Linked DNA regions of Sus scrofa: region 1 is linked to region 2. The links are chromatin contacts, called in public Hi-C maps. All regions are on one chromosome and are shown on one strand. The core of a region is the stretch at or near the end of the contact, and the rest is flanking DNA. Distances in the headings are between cores, read along the strand shown. Region 1 overlaps ACBD5 (acyl-CoA-binding domain-containing protein 5). Region 2 overlaps YME1L1 (ATP-dependent zinc metalloprotease YME1L1).

What was found. Hi-C and Micro-C count contacts between places; a contact is called where the count stands out from the background.
Region 1: a contact with region 2 is called in a Hi-C map of liver, with 5 times the contacts expected there. The contact joins two enhancer-like sites. A contact is called at or near these places in 2 of 47 Hi-C or Micro-C datasets (brain and liver) and 1 of 2 datasets of contacts at active chromatin or transcription factors (alveolar macrophages).

What each region holds. Positions count from the first base shown.
Region 1 is chr10:48,910,798-48,917,840 of Sscrofa11.1, forward strand. It overlaps ACBD5 (acyl-CoA-binding domain-containing protein 5), which reads right to left. Exons shown (of 14, transcript XM_013980249.2): 3 at 5,982-6,102; 4 at 3,943-4,015; 5 at 651-765; 6 at 518-550. Among named protein-coding and RNA genes, the nearest start is that of ACBD5, 8.1 kb to the right of the region's middle. Within about 2 kb of position 2,359, at least 1 of the 83 cell types and tissues checked has an H3K27ac peak or open chromatin away from gene starts, as enhancers often do. A contact at or near this core is called in liver, where this site is marked.
Region 2 is chr10:48,823,239-48,830,350 of Sscrofa11.1, forward strand. YME1L1 (ATP-dependent zinc metalloprotease YME1L1) reads right to left here. Exons shown (of 19, transcript XM_021064882.1): 6 at 6,124-6,274; 7 at 5,637-5,720; 8 at 4,059-4,141; 9 at 1,231-1,321. Among named protein-coding and RNA genes, the nearest start is that of YME1L1, 28 kb to the right of the region's middle. Within about 2 kb of position 3,298, at least 7 of the 83 cell types and tissues checked have an H3K27ac peak or open chromatin away from gene starts, as enhancers often do. A contact at or near this core is called in liver, where this site is marked.

The sequences.
Region 1 (7,043 bases), core at 1,109-3,608, 87 kb after region 2:
AAGAATTCTAAAAAAAAAAAAAAAAACTAAACTAGCTGAGTCAGCTAGCTACACTAGAGCTAAACCACACTATAAAAATATTCACTTAAAATTATCTAGGAAGGAGCAGTGGGTTAAGAATCCTTCATTGCCACATCGGCAGTGTAGGTCACAGATGCAGCTCGGATACAAAACCTGGCCCAGGAAGTTCCATATACCGCAGGTGAGGCCATTAAAAAAATTAAATAGTCATTTCAGCTACAGTAGTAATATAATTCACAAAGCAAAATAGAAAATATTAATCATAAAATTAAAACAATGAATTCTGTTACAATTTTGTATACAAGTGAACCACCTGTCATGTTTTAATAACCTATGTGTTAAAATTAGAGTTTATAGTATTTTGGAACTTTATGCAATGCATTGTTTGGGAAGAAAACTCCTGAGTGACGTGACCATAAGTTATATAAATTTGTGCAGAATTCTTTCGGCATATAAATTTTAAACAAAAGTTTTCCATAGATTTCATCATTCCTACCTTCTAAGCATTTAGAGATTTTCTCCAGCCGGACTAGCATGTGAAAGTAAAAAAAAAAAAATTTGACATATAAATATTAATGCGTGAGTAATGTATCTGTTGCTGAATTTAAAACTAAGTAAAAGAGTCCAACCTGAAGTTAAATCAGAATTTCTGCCACTCTTTTTGTCCTCTACAATTTCATAAAATGGACCAATGACATGTAGCAATTCTTCAACTTTTTCAGTCATCGGCATAGTTTCAAGAATCTGTAATCAAAAGAAACAAAACTTGTGAAAACAAGCTACTAATGTAATCCTTGCTAGCACCAAATAATATAATATTTATAATTTATTTATTGATAACTGAGATCTGAAGTTCTTTTATAGACTCTTCAAAGTCAATTATATACTTAACGTATATACTCTCCTGTAAGAATTTCAAATGTATTAAAGGTTTTAAAGTGTTTTCATTTTGAAAACTATTTTACATAAGCTTTGTGTAAAATTTTACACAATAGTCTATAGATGATGCATTAAACACTTAAAAGTACTAATGTTAAATAAAACAGAATACTGTGGGCTTAGAGGAAAATTTGTGTCTGTTCTTAACACCAAGGTAATGTTTTCAAAAAGGTATTGAAGGGAGTTCTCTTGTGGTGCAGGGTTAAGGACCCGGCATTGTCACTACAGTGGCTTGGGTCACTGCTGTGGTGTGGGTTTGATCCCTGGCCCAGGAACTTTCATGTTGCAGGTGTGGCCAAAAAAGAAAGGGGGGAGTTCCTGTTGTGGCTCAGTGGTTAATGAACCCATTAGCATCCATGAGGATGCAGGTTCAATCCCTGGCCTCACTCAATGGGTTACGGATCCAGCATTGCCATGAGCTGTGGTGTAAACTGCAGACACAGCTTGGATCCCACATTGCTGTGGCTTTGGCGTAGGCCAGCAGCTACAGCTCCAATTCAACCCCTAGCCTGGGAACCTCCATATGCCAAGGGTGTAGCCCTAAAAAGAAAAAAAGAAGGGGGGATACTTAACTAGGAAGTGGTAACCACTCTCAGAAACCTTCATAACTAGGGGCCAATTTAGAATCATCATGTTTAAACAACAAGGTAAATTAAATGAAAAACATTCAAATAAATAGCCATCAACTGGTGACTGACGAAATAAAGTGAAGTATTTCTATATATGGACAACTTTGCAGATATTAAAAATACTATGTTTAGCTCTGTATGTGCTGAGTGGAAAAATACCTATAATATTTCTTTCTTTTATGGCCACACCTGCAGCATATGCAAGTTCCCAGACTAGGGGTTGAATGGGAGCTGCAGCTGCCAGCCTATGCCACGGCCACAGCAACACCAGATCCAAGCCACATCTGTGACCTACGCCACAGCCTGCAGTAGGCCAGATCCTTAACCCTCTGAGCAAGGCCAGGGATCAATCCCGCATCCTCATGGAGACAACATAGGGTCCTTAACCTGCTGAGTCACAGTGGAAACTTCCCATAAATTTTTCCACAGGCAAAAAGCTACTTGCCACACAGTAAGTTTAATATGACATCATTATTAGTTTTCTTTCTTTTTAAAATAATAGAAGATATATATGTATGTATATATACTCTAAAATATGGATATATATTTTTTTCTGAATCACTCCACAAAATATAATTAAAAGTAATTACCACTAAAGAGTTAAAATGCAGGAAATAGGGAAAGATTATAACAATATTGAAGGTAAAAAAAAAAAGAATGTTATCAAAACAAAGTTTTACATCTTTCTCTGTTTTTGAAAGGCTCCTTTGTTTTGCTACTGATACAGCAAAAACAGCCGAAAGAATTAAGCTCTGCCCTCTATTCCAAACAAAGTCCACTAAACAAAAATTGTGAAAATGTAACAAAGGGCACAACTTTGACCTGTGTAGAAGAGATTAAAACAAAATAAATTAGTCTGAATCTACCAAATAAAAATTACTATAGAGGTTAATATTGTTAAAGCATCTGGCAAAAAACTACCCTTTTTTACAGGTTTTCTTTTTGTTGAAAGACAATTTATTTAAGATTATCGTAAAACAAAAAGCAGAGTTCCCATCATGGCTCAGTGGTTAACAAATCCAACTAGGAACCATGAGGTTGCAGGTTCGATCCCTGGCCTTGCTCAGTGGGTTAAGGATCTGGCGTTACCGTGAGCTGAGTGTAGGTCGCAGACACGGTTCAGACCCCACGTTGCTGTGGCTCTGGCCTAGGCTGGTAGCCACAGCTTTGATTCGACCCCTAGCCTGGGAACTTCCATGTGCCATGGGAGCAGCCCTAGAAAAGGCAAAAATACAAAAAAAAGAGAAAAAAAGAAAAAAAAAAAAACAAAAAGCAAAAAAGGAGTTCCTGCTGTGACACAGTGGCTCAGGTTGCTGACAGTGGGTTAAAGTATACTGAGTTGCTGCAGTTGCAGTGTAAATTGGCTTCAATCCCTAGCCAGGGGAACTTCCATTTGCCACGGGAAAAAAAAAAAAAAAAAAAAAAAGGATTATCAAACAGATCTAGATTTCATAACTTCTGATCCTTCACCAACATACATATCGTCCTTTATACAAAGGCACTAAGATCATCTTTAAAAATCCATGATTTCTTCATCAATTTGCTCCTCTAAACAATTCTTTTAACAGAAGTGCTAGTTTATAAAGAATGCCCTCGTTAGTAGTTACAAGAGAAACTAAAAGCATCCTTATTCTGCTTCTGAAGGATCTTTGCATTCACAGAAAAATGCTTGCAGAAGCCCTAGCACAGGAACATCTCAATTTATGAGGCAACACTTGTATGAGAACAATGTTGGGCAGCCTTGTTACCCATTTCTCATAGATGAAAAGTTTCAAAGCAGAAATGTTTTTGAGACAGCTCAAGTACTTCCCAGACTCCTAAGGGACCTCAACATTTTAAAAGATTCCTATTGGGAGTTTCCATTGTGTCTCAGTTTCCTGACTAGTATCCATAAGGATGTGGAATTGATCCCTGGCCTTGTTCAGTAGGCTAAGGATCTGGTGTTCCTGTGAGCTGTGGCATTGACTGGGGCCGGCAGCTTGGATTTGACCCCTAGCCTGGGAACCTCGATATGCCACAGGTGCAGCCCTAAAAAGCAAAAAAAAAAAAAAAAAAAGTTCTACTAATATACTTTCTGCAGAAGTCACCTATAGAGAAAGGGAAGACAAAAAAAATATAAACCGAAGTATCATGTCACCACAATGTGATATAACTTAAGGAAAAAATATCTACCTTAAGATAAACTTTGATGAGAAAGATAAAGCCTAATAAACTCAATATTTATCTATATTCTATATTCTAACATGTTACAATCTCCTTGTTCCTTAAAACAAAGCAGCTCATTTGCCTGATAACAAAATTAAATAAAGCTGTTCTGAAAATTTTTATTTTCTTTGCTAATTATTTTCCCTACCTTCTTCATTTCTTCAACATATGCAATCATGGCTTCCTCTTTGGTCATTTCACCCAGTGAATTCCAAGCATCCCTAGAAATGAAAATTTCCAGATAACAACAAAACACACCTGGTTTAAATTACTCAGAATACAATTTATACTTAATGCTACAGGGTCATTAATTAAAACAGGCTTTACATTAAGCTGTATTAATGTTTCCAAAAGATCTTTAAATGAACTGCCTTGAGGAAAAATATCACAGTGAATAAAATGGCAAATTAAATCATACCTAAAACTAATATGTATAAAACCTTGGGTCACTTTGTACAGCAGAAATTGACAGAACAATGTAAATCAACTATAATAGAAAAAATAAAAACCTAAAAAAAAAAAGTCCAACACATTATTGGGTAGAAAAATGTACTAACTTTAATACGCCTATGGGCTTTAATTTTGCCTATGGGAAAATAAGTATAAAACCTATCTAGAGACCATAGATTATAGAGACTATATTACATAGACTACAGACCGCAGAGACTATAGACTCTTCATAATTATATGCTAAGAACTCTTTAAAAGTCTCTATATCATTATAAAGAAATATGACAAAAATGAATGTTTTAGAAAATTCTACATGAACTGTCACAGTCATGGTTCAAATGAACAGAAGTTTTGGTTAGTATAAATAAGAGTCTAACTTAAACACTTGGAAAATACAAAAGGTTTCTGTCTTCTAAAAAAATGAAAATGCAGAAATAGAAATATTTTTAAAGCCTTAGGTCCCTTGAAATTTTTGCCTATTAAAAAATTAAATTTAATTTTAAAAATAGGAAAAAAAATTTTTTGCCTATAATGAACATCTCTTTTCATAGATATTTTCCAGAACCAGTTTAACTCGAACAAAGGTCAATGCTGAAGAAAATCATTAAGTAAATAAGATTTTTTCAAATAGATTAAATAACACATTGCTATTACATTTAACCTGTTATTTTATGACTATTAAGAACTTAAGAGGAAAGTACACAATTGAGAAATCCTCGGAGTTCCTGTCATGGCTCAGCGGTTAACAAACCCTATCGGTATCCATGAGGACATGGGTTCAATCCCTGGCCTTGCTCAGTGGGTTAAGAATCCGGCATTGCTGTGAGCTGTGGTGTGGATCGCAGACGCAGCTTGGATCCCGTGTTGCTGTGGCTGTGGTGTAGGCCAGCAGCTGTAGCTCTGACTTGACCCCTAGCCTGGGAAGCTCCATATGCTGTTAGTACGGCCCTAAAAAGACCAAAAAAAAAAAAAATTAAATTTCTTTCTTTCTTTTTTTTTTCTTTTATGTTTTTAGGGCCATACCCACGGCATATGGAGGTTCCCAGGCTAGGAGTCTAATCAGAGCTGTAGCTGCCGGCCTACACCACAGCCACAGCAACACTGGACCCAGCAGTGTCTGAAACCTACACCACAGCTCACGGCAATGAGGGATCCTTAACCCACTAGGCAAGGCCAGGGATTGAATCCCCGTCATTATAGATATTGGTAGGATTCATTAACCACTGAGCTACCACGGGAACTCCAAAAATCAAATTTCCATTCAAGAACAGTGGGACAGGAGTGGCAGCTCAGATAAAAAGTTTGGCAGAAACTGAGTCATGTTCCTAGTTATTTATTACCTCAAAGGCTCAAAGCAAACAATGTCACATGACAAGCCAAAGTCATTCTTTTTCTTGGCAGGTAAAAGAGGCAGGGGAGTTTGTTTACTTCTTAAATTAGTTTGGGTAAATAAAGTTTTTAGTTTGGGTAGTTATGCTTGGCTAAATAAAAAGAAAAAAACTCCATAAAAGAAAAGAATGACTGAAAATGTTTTTTAATCTTGGACACATCTACTCTTTTTGGTTTTATTGTTTTCCTCTCTTCCCTTGTGTGAAATTGTGTACATGGAGGATAAAACGTATCCAGTATCTAGAATACTTTATGCACAGAATAATACATAACTACATAAATAAGAGTCATAGGATAACTATGTCATTAAAGTAAAAATTCTTTTCCTAGTTCTCCACCTAAAATTACCATTTATATCTTCCGATAGGATCCCAGAAGCCAGGCCTTGATAGTTTACAGGGTCCTTCAGTTGCCTGCTTATAGAAGCTATAGAACTTGAGCATCATTTCATTTGTTGGCTGGAATGAACCTATTGGAAACATAAATTAAGTAAAATCATTTGGAGGATAAAACTGATGATTTAATGCTATAAATTAGCTTAGTTATACCAACAGTGATTTTTTTTTTTTTTTCATCTTTTTGCCATTTCTTGGGCCGCTCTCGTGGCACATGGAGGCTCCCAGGTTACGGGTCCAATCAGAGCTATAGCCTCCAGCCTACACCGGAGCCACAGCAATGCGGGATCCAAGCCACGTCTGTGACCTACAACTCAGCTCACGGCAACGCCAGATCCTTAACCCACTGAGCGAGGCCAGGGATTCAAACCCTGGCCAGGGAATTTCCATATGCTGCAGATGTTGGCATTAAAACAAACAACAACAAAAAACAACACCATATTCAGCACAATCCACAGGACATTTTTTCAAAATAAGTATTTATATACATTAAAAGTGGAGAAGAAGGAAACATCAAAATGGTAAAAGAGGATATCCCTAGATCATATGTATGCAGATTATTTTTTTTTTCTTATTTGCGTTTTTTTAACATTTCCATTTAGTGTGTATTACTTTTATTCCAAAATTTATTACAAAAATAAATATTAAAAGTATAAAATGATACTTTCAAAACTTCATAATTGCATAATACACTGAAAACATGTAGTAACCAAAAGTAATAGTTTATAAACAGTGCAAAAGTTTACAACGCAGAAAAGCTTAGAATTGGTGTTACACGTTTGTACAGGGTGCATAATTAATTCCAAAATCACAGTAACAATTATCTGTACAATATATGGTCATTTAGGAGTATCCATTAGATACCATGTGTCAATGATATAGTCCCTCTTTATGTAGCAGATGGGTGGGAAATGGAGAAACCATAGTTAAAAATGGTAACCCATTTAAATAACACAAATCTATTTATTTATTTTTTGTCTTTAGTCTTTTCTAGGGCCGCACTCGCGGCATATGG
Region 2 (7,112 bases), core at 2,048-4,547:
GTCTAAGTGCCTCGGGCGAGGCCCTAAAAAGCAGGAAAAAAAAAAAGTATGAAGGGAATTACCTGTGTTATTTACTTTCTTTTTTTTTTTTGGTGGTGCAGCATGTAGAAGTTCCCCAGCCAGGAACCCAAGACACAGTGACAACACCAGATCCTTAGCTGGCTGCACCACAAGAAAAATCCATATACTACTTATTCTTGCAATTTATTTTATTTTATTTTATTTTTGTCTTTTTGCCATTTCTTGGGCCGCTCCCGCGGCATATGGAGGTTCCCAGGCTAGGGGTAGAATCGGAGCTGTAGCTGCCAGCCTACGCCAGAGCCACAGCAATGCAGGATCCGAGCCACGTCTGCGACCTACACCACAGCTCACGGCAACGCCGGATCGTTAACCCACTGGGCAAGGGCAGGGACCGAACCCGCAACCTCATGGTTCCTAGTTGGATTCGTTAACCACTGTGCCACAAGGGGAACTCCTATTCTTGCAATTTAAAGTTTGAAATAATAACAAAATTTTTAATTGGTAATTTTAAATTACAAAAAAGATTTACAGAATAGTGTGTTAAGAATGAGCACTGGAGTTCCCGTCGTGGCACAGTGGTTAACGAATCCGACTAGGAACCATGAGGTTGCGGGTTCGGTCCCTGCCCTTGCTCAGTGGGTTAACGATCCGGCGTTGCCGTGAGCTGTGGTGTAGGTTGCAGACACGGCTTGGATCCCGCGTTGCTGTGGCTCTGGCGTAGGCAGGTGGCTACAGCTCCGATTCGACCCCCTAGCCTGGGAACCTCCATATGCCGTGGGAGCGGCCCAAGAAATAGCAAAAAGACAAAAAAAAAAAAAAAAAGAATGAGCACTTATTTGTAAAATATCAATTAAGAATTAAATTTTAGGGAGTTCCCGTTGTGGCACAGTGGAAATGACTCTGACCAGTATTCATGAGGATGCAGGTTTAATCCCTGGCTTCGCTCAGTAGGTTAAGCATTTGGCATTGCCGCGACCTGTGGTGTAGTCACAGACGTGGCTTGGATCCTGCAATGATGTGGCTGTGGCATAGGCCAGCAGCCGTAGCTCCAATTTGACTCCTAGCCTGGGAACTTCCACATGCCTCAGGTATAGCCATAAAAAGAAAAAAAGAAAAAAGAATTAAACCTTAATCAGTTAAATATGATAAAGGATAAATTAGTCATGCATTACAGTATTGTCAAGTCATGGGAAAAGGAAGATACCTTACCTTTAGGAAGTTTACCTCCAAGAACAGTAAATTTTTGTGGATTCTTCAAGAATTCAACAACTTCTTGTAATTCTTGTTTAGCTTCCTCCACCTGGAGTGATACAATTTACCAAATCATTTCAAAATTACGATTAGATTACCAAAATACCCTCTTTGAATATCATAAATTTAATAGGAGAATAACCTGTTTTTTTGTTTCAGGTAAAGGATACAAAAAGGACCCTTTATAAATACACACAAAGGGCTTTCTCCTGACCCTTACTGCCAGTTATATAATGTCTCATATACAAACAAAAAACATTTTAAACTGCTTCTTCCACTTAAAAAGTACTGCTATTTTCAAAACTTCTAGTTAAATGTGTCAGTGGCATTTAACATAAACACAGAGTCACCTAGTAAATTTCAAATCCCAAACTTTTTTGGACACAGTTATAAGCTTCAAGGGCAGGAGTTCCTGTTGTGGCACAGTGGAAACAATCTGACTAGTAACCATGAGGTCTTGGGTTCCATTCCTGGCCTTGCTCAGTGGGTTAAGGATCCAACGATGCCGTGAGCTGTGGTGTAGGTCGCAGATGTGGCTCAGATCTGGTTGCTGTGGCTCTAGTGTAGGATGGCAGCTACAGCTCCGATTAGACCCCTAGCCTTCAAACCTCCATATGCTGTGAGTGTGGCCCCAAAAGGCAAAAAAAAAAAAATTTAAGAAAAACCTTCAAGGGCAAATTATGTGGACTTACAATATATTAACAATAAAGGAGTCTGTGTTTAAGTTACAACATTAATTTGTGATTATGAGGTCATTTTCATCATAAGGAATTACGACTAGATTATAAAGTATTTAGTTCCTAACAAATGCCAAAGGATAGTGACTAAAATTAAGCTACAATGCACTGATACTATTTTATAAATGGTTGTGGCAAAAAAAATTTAGAAGATTTAATCCCCAAAATATGAAATCTTGCAAAATTGAACTCCCTAGCAAGAGTAAAGCCCAATCTAGCCAATAAAAATGGCAATCAGGGAGTTCTCATCATGGCCCAGTAGAAACGAATCTGACTAGTATCCGTAAGTATGCAAGTTCCATCCCTGGACTCGCTCAGTGGGTTAAGGATCTGGCGTTGCCGTGACCTGTGGTGTAGGTTGCAGACGTGGCTCAGATACTGAGTTGCAGTTGCTCTGGAGAAGACCAGTGGCTACAGCTCTGATTGAACCCCTAACCTGGGAACCTCCATATGCCGCAGGTGAGGGACTGAAAAGACAAAAAATAAATTTTTTAAAAAATGGCAATCAGGAGCTCCTGTCGTGTCGCAGTGGTTAACGAATCTGACTAGGAACCATGAGGCTGAAGGTTCGATCCCTGGCCTTGCTCAGTGGGTTAAGGATCCGGCGTTGCCGTGAGCTGTGGTGTAGGTCACATATTTGGCTCAGATCTGGTGTTGCTGTGGCTGTGAGGTAGGCTGGCAGCTACAGTTCTGATTAGACCCCTAGCCTAGGAACCTCCATATGCCGAGGGAGTGGGCCTCAAAAAGACGGGAAAAAATAAAAGGCAATTAGAACTTTAGCTCAACTTTAAAACTCTGATATAAGATTAAGAAAGCTGTCTATCAGAAACAGTGAGCAAATTTCCTCATTAACATATGGCCAGAGGTCACAAATGGAAATTTCTAGTGGCAAAATGGCATTAAAAATGACTACAGAAGGCCAGATATAAAATAGTGGTGGCAATATGCTGAGTAGGAATAGTCCCTTTACATACATCCATGACATAACTCTGCCAAAAAATATAGTTCTAGCACTCTAGATTTCAAATTTAAAAAAAAAAAAAACAAATAACCCAGAAATCTTTTTTTCGTAGGTGAAACTTTCAAAACATGTTGGCTACCATTATAAATAAATGCCTTTCCATGCCTAAATTTTAAATTACACTGGCCTAATTATATATCTGCAGCCAACCTGCAACATCACATTACACAACTTTAAATAGCTTAGTGAGAAAACTCAAAAACACTGGGCAGGGTTTTAAAAAAGTACCTGGGAACGGGTAATCATGACACCTATCTTTAGGCCAAAGTCCCAAATGACTTATTACCACAGGCGCACAAAGACCTCAGATGCCAATCCCAAGTCTGAGTTGCCCTCTATGCTTCTAACCAATTAGTGATACATTGGAGGTTCCCGCAACCCCTGCTTGTGTTTGCTAAATTTGCTAGAGCAGCTTAGAAAACTCAGGAAAAGAGTTTAGGTATTAGACTACTTGTTTATTATGAAAGGCTAACTCGGGAACAGCCAGACGGAAGAGAGAAGTAGGGCAGCGTACACAGGGAGAGGTACAGGCTTTCCACGTCCTCTGATAAGTGACTCCTCACACCTCCTCAAGCTCACCAACTGAAAGCTCCCCCAACTCCAACCTGTTCAGATTTTTATGGGAGTTTCCTCACACAGGGATAATCAATTATTAACTCTCTTTCCAGCCTCTCTCCCCTCTCTGAAGAACAGAGAGTGGGGGTGAAAGTTCAAGCTTCTAATCATGGTTTGATCTTTCTGGTGACCAGTCTCTACCTAGGAGCCCACCCAGAGCCACTTCATTAGACCAAAAGACGCTGTTATGACCCAGAAGCCCTGTTCCAGAAACCAGGGTCAAAGACCAATCAGTAGAACAAAAGATGCTCCTAGTGTTTTTATCACTTTAGAAATAACAAACATTTTAGGAGCTCTGTGCCAGGAATTAGGGGCAGAACCAATATATATATTTTCTATTACTCCAACCTTCAGAATCAAAAAATATAATTAAGATAATGTTAGAAGAGGTCAAGGCAAACTCTCTAACTTACTCCTTTAACATGTTCAAAGGTAACATTTTTCATCTGCACAGGATCTACGGCAGAATCAAGCCCTGTTGTTGTCCGGAAGCGGACTAAAGGGAAGGAAAAAAAAAATGCTTACACATTTGACAGATTCATAAAACTATAAAATTTTAGAAAATTTTCAGAAAATTAAATATCTAAGTTCAAAAATATTTAAATTAGTGTGAGAAGTAGAAATTAGATCTTCCGGATTTCTATGCCATGTTCAAGGAATAAATGATTCACATTAAACTATCGTTATCTTTCCAATGAAAACTAAGAACTTTCCTCTTCTCCTTATATCTAGTAATAGAAATTTAAATTACACTTAAACGGTTCTCAATTCTACTGCGCATAATTAAGAAATATAAAGGAATAATCAAAGCCCATCCCACCCTTCCGCCATCCTGCTGATAGGAACAATCATCCCTATACTGGTTCTTTTTTTTTTCGGGGGGGGGGGACTCAAGAGAAGGCAGATCTAGATATAAAAAAGTCATGCCTGGATGCTAAAACTTCATCTCAAGTTTGATGCGACTAATAACTTTTAAAGTAATTGGGACTACATGCAAGTTTTGGGTGTAATTCCTGATCCAGGTCAAATAATGTTCTTAATTGTATACCAGCTTTTTTTCTTTCCAGGTAATCCATCATAAAGTAGAAAATATGGGGTAAAATCTGAATGGAAGTTGAGAAAGCAACTGGGACCACTTAAACCTGACATTATTTCATTTTAGACTGGCAAACTGAGAAAATATGAGACACTATTTAAAGCAATTATTCACATATTTGATTTTTAATAGATTCAATTTATTACTGTATTTAAGTAGATGACGATTTTACTTTGTATTACTATTTAAAAAACGATTCTGCATGTTTTAAGAATTTTGTTACTGGACAGGTATCATTTTGTAAAAATCTGGGGAACCAACCACCACTAGAAGTAGAGCTAAAATATTTTCGCTATAACATAATCCTTGAAACTTTAAAAAGTATTATTTTCTCAAAACAAGTACTACTTGAATTTATTGTGTCTGAAGGAATCTTTCCTGTAATCCACAAAACTATGCAAATATAATAAAGCTCTGACAATGGAGATGATACATAATCATCAGAGATTAAAACTTTTCTATTTCAATGCAGAAAACAATTTCAAAGTGACCCAATCTGAGATATCTTCACTTAGAAATGAAAAACTTAAGTCCTAGGACTATAAATATTAATGTTTTCTTATCTCTAAGTCTTAGATAGACTAACTATGAAAAAAGAAATGAGGAGTTCCCGTCTTAGCACAGTGGAAATGAATCCAACTAGGAACCATGAGGTTGCATGTTCAATCCCTGGCCTCACTCAGTGGGTTAAGGATCCGGCACTGCCATGAGCTGTAGTGTAGGTCCGCAGATTTGGCTTGGACTCTAAGTTGCTGTGGCTCTGCAGTAGGCCAGAGGCTACAGCTCTGATTGGACCCCTAGCCCGGGAACCTCCATATGCCTCAGGTGCAACCCTAAAAAAGACAAAAATAAAAAAAGGATTTTTTAAAAGTCAGATAAATAAGAGCTTTTTTACCAGATAAAAAAGGGTTTTTTAAGAGTCCATAAATGCCAACAACCAGCAGAATAAAGACAATCAGACGAGTTCTTCTTAGAGAATCTGGAGAAAAAAGAAAGAGCCTTAAAACGAATGACATCAATGAGAATTGACAACTCAGTGAAATGCAAATTTTAGGTTACTGATGGTAAACACATTTTGCCACATTCAAGCTTGGAACTTGGCATTCTTCTGCATAATCACCATGACTGATCACCTTTTAGCACCTGTTACAAAAAACTTCATGAAGCCACTCATGCTTCTATCACTGACTCCAGGTTCTCACTTGAGCAAGTGAAAGTGACAGCAGATATTTTCACTTCTAGACAATTTAAGATACAAATATAATAAAATATAACTAATAAAAAGTTGGATAATTGTTAGAAAAGTTATTATAATCACGTAAAGGTAGGACTATGACTTTCTTTCAGATATTCTTCCCCAAACACAGATGGTGTTAACTTACCATTGGTTTTTTGTGTTAGTGCCTGAGCTTTCAGAAAACCCTCTGCAAAACCAGTTTTAAAAGCATCTTGATGAGCTTCAGGTATGTTTTTGGTTTTCATGAGTTTGTCTAAACTCTCAATGTCTGATCCTCTGTCCCGCAAAAGAAACCCCTAAATACACAAATAATATATCATACATCAATATTGGTTGACTATATAGATAACAATCTCCCAAAATATAACAATCACGCACAAAAAAAATTCAATAAAATTCTAGAAGTAGTTTAACACTCAACAATAAATATCAAAGGCTAGGAAAGTAATACTGGACCCTACACTTGCATCCATCAATTAATACAGAAATATTCTAGGCAGAGCCTCCTATGCCCACTTGTATCTCTCACAAGCATACTATCTTAATAAATCCACCTCTTGCATATCAAAAAAATAAAATAAAAAAGGGAGTTCCCATTATGGTTCAGTGAGTTACAAACCCAACTAGTACCCATGAGGACGCAGGTTCGATCCCTGGCCTCACTCAGTGGGTTAAGGGTCCAGCATTGCTATGAGCTGTGGTGTAGGTCGCAGACAAGGCTTGGATCCGAGTTGCTGTGGCTGTGTTTAGGCTCTGCAGCTACAGCTCTGATTTGACCCCTATCCCAGGAACTTCATTATGCTGCAGGGGCAGGCCTAAAGAAAAAGAAAAAAAAAAAAAGAAATTCTATACAAAACCATTAACTATACTGAAAACAGTTAATAGGTTACATGTTGATTAAGGGTTCTGATGGCTCGAGGTTCACATTCCTTTATCTCTGTTGGAATAAAAACTTTATTCATTTATGAATGTTTACTGAGCACCTTTCATATACTTGGCCCCATAAAAATTCTGAAGATGTAAAGATAAATACTCCATGATCTCAATGTTTTCAGTCAACTGGGGAGAGAAACACAAATAACTAAGTCTGTGAAGTCATTTTAATATTATGTAAGAGGCACCAGGTATATAGCG